Linked DNA regions of Mus musculus: region 1 is linked to region 2. A link is a contact called in public promoter capture Hi-C data. All regions are on one chromosome and are shown on one strand. The core of a region is the stretch at or near the end of the contact, and the rest is flanking DNA. Distances in the headings are between cores, read along the strand shown. Region 1 holds the start of Gsg1 (germ cell associated 1). Region 2 overlaps Hebp1 (heme binding protein 1).

Region 1 (5,715 bases), core at 1,109-3,608, 120 kb after region 2:
TGAGCAGAGGCGCAGAAAATAGCAATGATCTCATTACCAGTATTATCTTTAGTCTGACGAGAGGACAAACAGATCACTCATAACAGTGACGGATCGGAAATGTTCTGTCCATTTCAAGACGGGTGATTCCGTACAGATTAGCGTCATTTTGATGTGGCTCGAACCTTCCGAACTTGAATTGCAGATTGCGGGACATCCAACTCCTTCGTTTTTGAGACTGAGAAAGATTTCCCGGAGGATTGTGCATGACCTTGCGAATACCCGCTCTGTGTTTAACTTGGGACCTCCCATTCTCAACTGTACCAGGCTTGTAAGTACCCACGTAACCCCAAGTGCTCCCAAGGTGGGTCACATATGCTGGCAAATCTCTCCTTTATGTTCGTTGGGAAGGGCCAAAGGAAAACATTTGGGACCTCCCTCCAGCCTTTCCCTTTCCTCTTTGTCATGGAATTGTTTGAAGGCTTTTGCTATGGCAGTCATTTCCAGGAGAGGAAGTATCCCCCCCCACTCCCCCCCAACCCCGCCTCCGCCTTTCTTCCATGCCCTAAGCCGCTGGCTGGCATGAATCAGAGGGAAAGCCACATTTGCACTTCCTGTGGGGCAATCCTTCACGTGCAAGTGACTGCTAGGACACTGGCTGCCCGGGTGTCTCAGGGACTGAGGGATTCAATGAGGAAGAGGGGTGCCAGGAATGCTGCTGTCCCTAGACAGTAACGGATCACCCATCCCCACCCCAGCGTGAGCTCCTTCGTTGCATATTTTCCTTCCCTTTCTCCCTTCATCTTCATTCTCTCTGTCTCAGTGCCTGAGCCAGATGAGATTTCTCCATGCTTCCCCATGAGTAACCCTCCCGACGGTGTTTACTACGGCGCCCCAGTTGCCTAGCACCGGGCGTGGTTGCCGTGGCGACGCACCGGGAGCGTGTTTTGAATTGTTTCGCAGGGCCCCGCCCTTGTGCAGCGAGTCCTTGGGACTTCTAGGTGTGGCAAGGAACCACTAGGTTTCTTCCTCTTTCTCTTCCTTGGGTGGGTCCTGCATCCGGTTGGCCTATCCATCAGGGCAGGCGAGGACCAGCCCAGAGAAGAGAATGGATCCTGGGTTAAATTCCTAACACCAGACGGGACAAGTGTCCTGGTTGCTGTCAAATCCCAAATCAAGCGTTTCCCTATTCCCTCCAAAACGTGGTTCCCTAGGTCCTTTCTGATGGAGGGGTAAGGTAGGCCTGCCTCGTTTTGTAGACACGAGAGGTGAGCACATGAACCCCTTAACACATCTGAGGACTACTGGTTACCTACCTGCTTCCCCAAGGGCTGGCGGGAGAGGTGGGGAGTCCTCTACAGTTTTGTTCTGAAGATCTAAAGAGGTGGAAGGAAAGCGGAATCTAAGGAAAAAGCATCCCAAACTACCAGGCCAGTGGTTAGACCCTTCGCTAGCTAACTGCTCCCGAGGCCCTCGCACCCCACCAGGTATAGAGCACCATCTCCATTGTGCTGCTTGGATTCGATCTTTGATTTGCACCAGATCACAGATGTAGACATGGTAGAGTCCGCGTTTAGACCCGCAACCCTAAAAGGCCCACTGCTTTTGAAGGAACGTGCCCACACAGCAAAGGGCAGGGAGACACTTTTTAACAAAAGCCACAGATTTCGGGTCATGGAACGGCCTCCACAATGAGGCAAGGGTTCAAGTGTCCTGTGCTTTATATCTGTGGCTTCATGTTAACACCAGGCTTCCCCATAACCCTGCCCCCTCTCTAGAGAACTAATCCTGAAAGATACTAACATTTCAGGCACTGACTGGCTTTTGCTATCATGTTCATATCTGTAAGGGCTCCACCAGTTGATGGTTGATGTGTGTACTTTGGGGGCTTCTTTCTGAACTTGGGGGAGCTGCCTGAGCCCACACTGCTGGCTCTTCAGAGCTTTGAGCTCTGTCCCAGTCTCACCAATGCCGCTTTCTTAGGCTAGCTGGGCCTTCTGAACATACTTGCTCACTGCTCAATAACTATACATTACTCCCCTCTCCGTGTGTGTGTGTGTGTGTGTGTGTGTGTGTGTGTGTGTGTGTGTGTTCATGCCACTAGAGATGGGGCTCAAATAGTGAAATAAATATAATTAGTTTTTTTTAACAACATTTCCAAAAGCTGTGTACCTACCTCCTGGGTGAGACAAACATTTTGAGTCAGCTGACAGGAGTTGAAAATGTGTCTCAGCTTCTGCTCTGACAGGTCTTAGTTGCGTGGCTCAGGTGTTGAGGGAGAGGGTGCACCAGGTCCCCTCTTGCCAGCAGAGGGGGTAAGGTGGTATGTGGGCAGTTGGGAGAGGATGAATGCCCCTCAGGCACGCCGCCAGCTTGGGTAGGGATGGGTTACTATGACTTCATTCTGTGATGTCACAGTAGCAGGCAGGGCTCTCTCCCCCGGATGCCCCGCCCACTCCTCTCCCAACCCTAGAAAGACCAGGTTGAGAGAAGGGCACACGCTCAGTACCTCTCAGTCTCCTGAGGTCTTTCAATCGGTGCTTAATGAGTATAAAAAGATCTGGGGAGTTCATTCAAACACAAATCTGAAGGTTAGGGATGGCTTGCATGTGGTGCCAACCAGATCACATTGGCTTGTGAGGCTTGCCCACTGCTGTCAGAGAGAATTACAGTTGTGAGCCACATAAGGCTTAACAGTGTTCTAACACCTCCATTCAAAACAGTGAGATGAACACACACAGCAATAACAATGAACTCTTACCCAGGGCTGGGTGAAAGCCGACATCCCCCTCCTCCCCCACCCTCCAGCAACCACTGGAACCACACTGTTCTCAACATTGCATTAAAATGAAATATAACAGCTAAGTTGCACCATCTACATCTGAAGGGCTCAAAAGCCTCATGTAGTAAGCAGCTACTGTGTTGGCCTTTTTAACTCTAGACCATTCTTGAAGAGGTAATGGTGCAAAAGAGTTGCCATCTTAAAGGACCAGTGTCTGGAAATCTAAGGAGGCATTCAGTATCACGTTTATTTTTATTTGAAACAAGGCATTACACTTCATGTGTAGCTGAGTCTGGCCTTGAACTCTCGATCCTCCTTCTCCTCCTATCTCCCAAGTGCTGGGATGACAGCAGTGTCCACCACGTGTTGAATTTTCAGTTTTGCTTTGCAACAGGCTCTTACTCCAGCTAAAGCTGGTCTGGAACTCACTATATAACAAGGTTGGCCTTCAACTCATGGCAATCCTCCAGCCTCAGTCTCTGAGCACCAAGACTACAGATGTGAGCCACCATGCCAAGTTCACTCTCAGAGTTTTAGTAGACATAATTCAGTTGACGCCGAGGTACAACTCAGCCTCAGGTGTGAAGTCCAGGATTGAAAGGGTCTGGATGAAGACCTGTCCTGTGTGACATGGAACCCTCCATCCCTCTCTAAGACCCTTGCTCTTCCTTATCAAGGCACCCAGATCCTGACCTTCAGGACCTCAGATTCTAGCCTCAAATCCCTTATTCCAGCCCTGAGAATGCTCCCTTACCTCTGAGCTTCTATAGCATGCCTGGTCAGCTAATACAATCAGATTTTTCTTCTTTCTTTTCCCTCCCTTTCCTATTCTCCTTCCATCTTCTCCCTTCCATCTCCTTCCTTTCCTGCCTCTTCGCTTCTGTCCTAGTTAGTTAGTTTCCATTGCTGAGAAGAGACAGCGTGACCAAGGCAACTCTTATAAAGGATAACATTTAATTGGGGCTGGCTTACAGTTTCAGAGGTTCAGTCCATTGTGGGAAGCATGGCAGAGTCTAGGCAGGCATGGTGCTGGAGGAGCTGAGAGTTTCAAAGGCAAACAGGAGAAGACTAGTTCCCACATGGCTCAGAGGAGGGTCTCAAAGCCTACCTCCACAGTGACACACTCCCTCCAACAAGGTCACACCAACTCCAACAAGGCCTCCTAATAGTGTCACTTCTGGGTCAAGCGTATTCAAACCACCACATTCCATTCCCTGGCCCTTATAGGTTTGTTCAAACACATTCTTCTATGGGGGGCCATACCATAATATAATACATACCATAGCATAATGCAAAATACTTTAGTCCGACTTCAAAGTCCCATAGTTTATAACAGTTTCAACAATGTTAAACATCCAAAGTCCAACATCACAGGATATACACTACCATTTCAAAACATCACAGTGAGGAAATACTGGATGAAACAAGCCCAAACACCAGCTTGGCAAACTTCAGACTCTGTATCACCATGTCTGATATCAAAGTGGTCTTCCAATGTCCAACTCTTTTCATCTTTGTTGATCACAACAAACTTTTTTCCCCTGGGCTGCTTCTACTCCCTGTTAGCAGCTTTCCTTGGCAGGTATCCCACAGACCTTGCAGCTCTGCATATTGGGGTCTCTAAGGCAACTTCAACATTACAACTTCCTGTTCCAATGTCTGAGACCTGCACATAATCTTCTGTTCTTCTCAAAAGGTCTTGGGTCACTTCTCTGGCTCTGCAGCACTCTAGGCTCTGGTTGACTCCACTCCATGGCTGCTGCTGTTCCTGGTGGTCATCACATGGTACTGGCATCACTAATGAGAAATGCTAAGATTTCTCATTGCAACTAGGCTTCACCAATAGTCTCTCATAGTCTCCCTCTATGGTGCCAAGTCTCAACTTTTTTTTTGCATGACCTCTTCAGTCCTGTGTTGTCAACTGCAACTGCAACTGAGGCTGTACCAATGGCCTCTCACAGTGCCAAGCCTCAGATGCCCTCCATGACCCCTTCATGCCTTCAAAACTAGAACTACTTGAGTGATTCTTATATATCACTTCCCAGTATTCATGAGAGCATAAAGATTTCACCTCAGTGATGCTACTGTCTTCTTATTCACCACTAATTTCTTAGGTCCAGCTAACCAGCATCATCAACTGTCCCAGTATTCTCCTACTCTTGATTCTAAAGCCAGAGCCACATGGCCAAAGTTGCTAAACTCTGCTGCTTACTGGAGCTGGAACATAGTCCCCTTTATTCTATTACCAGCTTTCTGTTTTCCAACTCTTTCACTTCCTTCAAACTTGGCTGTCCTGGAACTTGCTCTGTATTTCCAAACCTTGAACTCAGAGATCTGCATGCCTCTGTCTCCTGAATGCTGGGATTAAAAGTGTGTGCCACCATGCTTGGACCTAAGCTTTTTTCTACTTGGAACTTGCTCTGTATCAGGCTGGCCTTGAATTCAGAGATTTGCTTGCCTCTGCCTCCTGGGATTAAAGGTGTGCACCACCATTCCTGGGCCAAAGCTTTTTATGGCCACTATTCCTCATGATCTGGATCATAGTTGTGCTCTCTATTTCTGGATTGTAGTTCATTTCAGAGTAAAAGTCCAAATGAGAACACTAACCAAGTTCCTTGTTTAACTGCAAAAGCATAAACAATAAGCTTAGCAGGGTGGGACCTTGCTTTGAGGTCACCACTCCCTGAATTTATTTATCTCTTTGAACATTGGATTCAGCTCAATTCTACTTCCTGATGCTCCTTTATTCTTTGATCCATGTTTTGTATTTTTTTCCCCTCAGCTTGCTCCTTTTCATTAAAACATTCTTCATGAGAGTACACATTAGTGCCCACACAACGAAATTTATACCAGGCTGTTTTGAGAATTCCTTTATCAAAGCAATTAATCAAAATTTCTTCCCCTTAACCTCAGGCAGACTCTTCAGAACAAGAAGCAGCCATATTCTTCACCAA
Region 2 (5,433 bases), core at 1,552-4,051:
CAGGTACAGCCAATTCTCAGCCTAGAGTGGTCTCTATGAGGATCCGAGGTGAAGAGGTCCCTTCCTGAGGATGGTGTTGCCATAGGGTGCCATCTTCCCGCTTGCAACAAGAGCAAATGCCTTTTTTTTTTTTTTCACATTCTTAAATTCAAACCTCTCTATCTTCATCAGAGGTTTTTGAGAGTCAGCTTTGGGAAGAAGGGATTCATAATGGTTCCATATCGGGGTCGGCAGGCCCTGCTCCTTGTCACTGGGCACCAGGTCCATGGCAGCAGCCGGGCTTTCCACGTAGGTATCCGGGGCAGGAGCTTCGGCACAGCCTCATGTCCAGGACATCTGCTCGGCTCTCTACAGACCCGCACTGGCAGATGGAGGACGTAGGGAAGTTTGCATCTGCGAGGACCCACTGCTGAACTCAGCGCCTGGCTTGCCCTTCTCGGAGTTCTGTGGCCTGGTTCAACTGCAGGCCTCACCCAGCTCTTTCCTCAATTAGCTGGAGAGCTTCTTGCTCCGATGGGCAAGGTGACCGCGGCAGTGTCCCCAGCCTTTCCTGAACCCTGCCGGTCAAGGGCTCTGGCGTGGGTCTGAGCCCGGTTAGAGGGCTGTACTGCCAGTTCTCCACGTGCTCAACAGTCTTGTTTCTGTACCCCACAGTATCTCACTTTTAGCTCAGGCTGGAACTCAATGTGCAGTCCAGGCTGGGCCTTGAACTTGTGGCGATCTCCTGTCTCGGCCTTATAAGTGTGTGTGCCACCATGCTGGCCTGTTTTGTTTATTTGTTTTCCTTCAGCTTGATAGAGGTTGTCATGTTGCGCAGGCGAGACTCAAACTCGTTATGTAGCCAAGGCTGGCTCTGGACTCCCATTCCTCTTGCCTCCAACGTGCAATGACTACCGGTGCACACCACCATGCACGCCAGCTACCTTGCATTATTAAATACAGAACTGGCGTGAACAGAACTGGGGTGAACTTGTCTTGCTTTCTTAGCTCTTCTTCCTCATGTCTGGTGTCCTCTGTCACTGTCATCTAGTCATGGTGGCTGAAATCCATTCTCCTTGCCTCTACTCTAGCTATGCTCCCCAGTTCTGGCTTTTGCGGGGAAGGAGGAGAGACAGGGAACAGCAGGCACCAGGAGTGGAGGAGAGAAAGCCTGCAGATCTTAGCTGACCTGGCCTCACCCATCTCAGCCACCCTCTCCTACCTTCTTATACTTGCCATAGGCATACATACCCACTCACCGCACCCCATGCTGCAATCACAGCTGATTGTCCTGCTAAAGCCATTGTGAATCCTTTTCTCCTGTGCCTCTGACTTTCCCAGTTAGAGGCATACACTTCCCAAGTTGTGTACACTTTCCAAGTTGCAAATACACCTTGCAGCTTTCATTGACCTAGTAGTAGTCAGTTGGTGCAACTCTGCTTGGGGACCTCTGGAAAACGCTTTTGTTTTCTCATACAGTGGGGCTAAGGATGTGGCAGGGACAGCTTCCTCTCCTTGGCCCTTCCCTGCCTTGAGCAGGGATGTGACAGCAGGAGCCACCCTGGCTACCTTGCAGCCCTGAGACAATAGTCAGCACCAGCCATTCAGCATACTTGTATATTTCTTACTGTTTGATAAGAGAAAGTCTCATCATTTCTTCTACCACTCATTGTATTCCTAAATGATATATCTGGGGAGGGGGTGAGGTAATTTAGAGACAGGGCATTCCAGGCCCTTTTGAAAGCAAGGCACCATCAAGGGGATGGTGAGACCCAGCCATCGCAAAAAGTGCCAAGGGACTTGCTGTTCTGTGGCTGTTGTGTGGTGAGGAAGAGATTAGAAAGGCGGGAAGCTGGGGAAGTAGAGAACGAATCACCAGGGCTTTTAGGTCAGAAATGGACTTTCAGTTGTCATAGTACCACGTGAGGGGCTGATGACTAGGCTGGTCTTCCTGACTCAGCCACACCTCTCCTTGTATATTTTGCAGTGTGGTCAAAATGTTTCCTCTTAAAACATGATGGGGTCATGTTTCCAATTAGTGCTACACAAGTATTTTTAACTTTTCTTTTTTAAGGACAAAATCCAAGCTGGGGCTGGAGAAATGGCTTAGCAGTTAAGAGTGTTTGCTGCTTCATCACGGGGTCTTGGGTTTGGATCCCAACAGCCACACAAGAAGGCAGTCATCCTAACACCTTCTTTTAGGCCTCTTTGTGTACACACACACACACACACACACACACACACACACGCACGCACGCACGCACGCACGTACGTGCAGACACTACATAAATGAATAATTAAACAAAATATTTTTTAAAAAAATCCAAACTACCTGACATGACCTGAGGACCTGTGCTACACTTCTCTTAGTCTTGGGTTCTGTGTGACAGCTTGGGCGTGGTCTCACCTCCTCATCTGTGTGACAGTCATGACACTACCCTCGATACAGAGTCGCCATGTGAAGTGAGTTTCATAGTATGTGCACAGTGCAGCAGGCAGTCAAGGCTGGTCTTCAGAAACGGCTGTGACTGTAACCCAGAAGCGACCCTGGAAGTCCTCCGCTAACACTTCATCAGCTCTTGCTTCTCCTTCTCCAGGACCCACGTTTTTCTTTGCCCCCACTCCCACCCCCCACTAAGCATCACACAGAGTGAGCCCTTGCTGTTCCCATAGTAACCCAAACACTGATTCCTCTGGGAGATCTTTACAGTTGTCCAAATTAGGGCTGTTGACAGGACTTGATCCTGGTGCACCTCATGACCCCTAAGCTCCCTGCCTTGAAGCCTGCAACCTGTTCTTTAGCTCCTTTCTTCACTTCCGGCTCACAGCCCCTCCCCCTTCTATACGTGAGAAACTCCTCATTGTTCCTTTCAATTCCTGTCTCTTTCAGTTAAGGAAACAGGACCCTCACCTTTTCTGACCTCATCGTTCTGAATAAATCCCCCTGGTGAAATTTCCTGCCCTAGGGGTTGGTTGTGTGTGGGAGTGTGATTTTTCTTCTCCATCTGCTTTTGTAACTTCTGCAAACCCCTGTGGACTGCAGCTGTAGACCTGACCCTCAGCGATTGTTCACAGATGTGCTGTCTGGAAGCTCGGAGACAGCCAGGCATCCAGAACACAGCCTCTTTCCATGGGACCCTTGGAGAAGGTTCTGCAGACTCCAGATCTCAAAATACAGTGAACACCATCAACAGCACTCTGTTAAAACTATCCATCTTGGGGCTGGAGAGATGGCTCAGCGCTGTTCAGCGTGCTTTCTGCTCATCCAGAGGTCTTGGTTCAGTTCTCAGCAACTCAAGTCTGACGGCTCTGAATTCCCTGTTACTCTAACTCCATGGGATTTGATGCCTACTGATGGGCTCTGAGAGTACCTGCCCACACATGAACACACACACACACACACACACACACACACACACACACACACACACACACACACACGTAAAATAAATGTTCTTAAAGGACTATAGAACTGGGAAATAATTTAAAACTGTCTCCACTGCATACGTCAAAGATTTGTATTTTTGGTTTCTTTCTAGACAAAGTTCTTAAAAGAATCACAGAAGAAAGTTCATGCATAAGTCACATATTTCCTCACTAACAAAAATACAAATTCGATAATTATTAAAAATCAGTTTTTAGTGGCAGAGGAAATGCCACTGGGATTTTTTTTCTGGTCTGCCCCAGAACTTTCTAACTCAAGAATGATGCTGCCAATCTTGGCTTATTTCAGAAAATCAGCAGTGAGGGATTTTGAAGGAACATTGGAGCTGAAGAAGTACCTCCCCCCACCCTCCCGCCCCTTGACCCTAAGTCAGGGGACACAGTGGCACCCTTCCAGGACGTTCTCAGTTCATCAAGTGACTCATGCCTTCACAAGCCAGACCTCGTTACGGCGTCCATAGGGCTTCATGGGAGGGTCATATCCGGCACAGTAATAGACATCACCCTGGTAGGTCGCTGGTGTGCCCTCCAGTGTGGTCCGTAGCTGGGTGGCATGAGCAACATAGTCTGCTTCCTTGGCATAGCCTCCAAATTGCCTAAAGATTGAAGAGCAAGGGCTGGTAAGAAAGGACATGACCTTGCGGAGAAGACAAGTCTTTTAGAGAGAAGATAGGGCCACGGTTGGGACAAGCATGCCAGAGAGGTGACCCCCAAAGGGGGTCTATTTCAGCTCATCTGTAAATATGCAATGTTTTTCCTGGTGTTATGAGTGTTGTATGCAATATTGCAACTAAACACTGTAACTCGGGGAACGGAAGGCAGCAGTGGTCCCAAGCTGACTATGAGCCCTCCTTATGAGAGGCAGACTACCCCGCCTTTCACCATTTCCTCCGGCTCCCTCTGCTACCTCAGCTGCTGTTCTTCTTAGCCTGTCACCAGCAGGAAGGACAGACACCTAGGAGGAGCCACGGTGAAGCTGTCAAGGTTGGGGTAGCAGCTGTGTCTTCTGAAACAGGACAGCTGTTGTGAATGAGCACGTCCTAACAGGGACACAAGGTGGCTTCATTAGATCAGAGCTGACCAAGGCTGGGAACCAAGGGCGTCTTGGGAGGGACCCTGTGCAAGCCTCATTTGCTTTCCTAATGAAGAAACCTCCTCTAATCACCCCCCCTTCTTTGCAAAATCATAAAAACTTTCCTTTCTAGGAAGTAAAGAGACTTCTAACAAGATGGGCTATTTATGTGACGGCAGAAAAGGGGCATAGAGAAGCCGTCCCTTCCCAGTTTAGTCCGTCTCTTATATCACTGCGTCCACAGCAAAACTCATCCCGCAGTCAGCTCTAAATAAACCACTCTACCTCCGGACTCCCCTAACCTCTTTATTAGAGTCAAATACACCCGCATTGCTAATGAGCTTTGTGACTCAAAATCTGACTTTGGACCCGGCCAAGACGAGGCCAAATGATACATTATTTTTGGTGGAGTTCTTTGAATCATGCTTGGCTCTTTTACGAGCGGGTTAGTCACGCTCAGCCAGCACTCGGTCTGTTGATTACAGGGTCACTCAGGACTTCGTCTGTGAGGGACTGCAAACAACAGCCAGCAACAGGGAGGGCGATGAAGCCAGTTTCAAATGAATGCAGCTTGGTTCTTCGTGCAAACTGATGGGAGAGTAGAAGGCAGAGAAGACGGCTGAGCTGTTTCTTTGAGCCTCACCAAGGAGGAAATGGGATTGGAAGAAAGACGACAAGCTTCAAGGACTTTTCTAGCAATAACGGCCTGCAAGACACTGGAGTTTTGTATTGTCTGTGTCTGAGCACCACCAGTGTGAAACATGGAGGACCCTGGCTATGGGAACGTGCAGACGGCTTCCCACAGACTCTGCCTTGATATGAAACTGTTGTCTGAAATGGACAATTCTCCTTCTCTCAATTACTGATTTTGGGTGGATGGGAGAGATGGCTCAGGGGTTAAGAGCATCTGTTGCTCCCACAGAGGACCCGAGTTCAGT

What was found. Promoter capture Hi-C pulls out the DNA fragments that hold promoters and counts their contacts.
Region 1: a contact with region 2 is called in a promoter capture Hi-C map of embryonic stem cells, with 2.2 times the contacts expected there. The contact joins the promoter of Gsg1 here to the enhancer-like site in region 2. A contact is called at or near these places in 12 of 39 promoter capture datasets (the 3T3-L1 cell line, the C10 cell line, the HPC-7 cell line and 7 more), 1 of 15 datasets of contacts at CTCF or cohesin (pro-B cells), 42 of 484 Hi-C or Micro-C datasets (the AML12 cell line, B cells, the C2C12 cell line and 20 more), 4 of 115 datasets of contacts at active chromatin or transcription factors (embryonic fibroblasts, embryonic stem cells, heart atrium and 1 more) and 3 of 9 other capture datasets (adipose tissue, liver and macrophages).

Annotation. Positions count from the first base shown.
Region 1 is chr6:135,251,978-135,257,692 of GRCm38.p6, forward strand. Gsg1 (germ cell associated 1) reads right to left here and starts at 2,359. Exons shown (of 7, transcript NM_010352.2): 1 at 2,156-2,359; 2 at 1,296-1,355.
Region 2 is chr6:135,134,045-135,139,477 of GRCm38.p6, forward strand. Hebp1 (heme binding protein 1) reads right to left here. Exons shown (of 4, transcript NM_013546.3): 4 at 3,475-4,019. The coding sequence ends at 3,845. It also overlaps the pseudogene Gm29803. Among named protein-coding and RNA genes, the nearest start is that of Gm22881, 12 kb to the right of the region's middle. Within about 2 kb of position 2,802, at least 44 of the 459 cell types and tissues checked have an H3K27ac peak or open chromatin away from gene starts, as enhancers often do. A contact at or near this core is called in adipose tissue, bone marrow-derived macrophages, embryonic stem cells and 1 more, where this site is marked.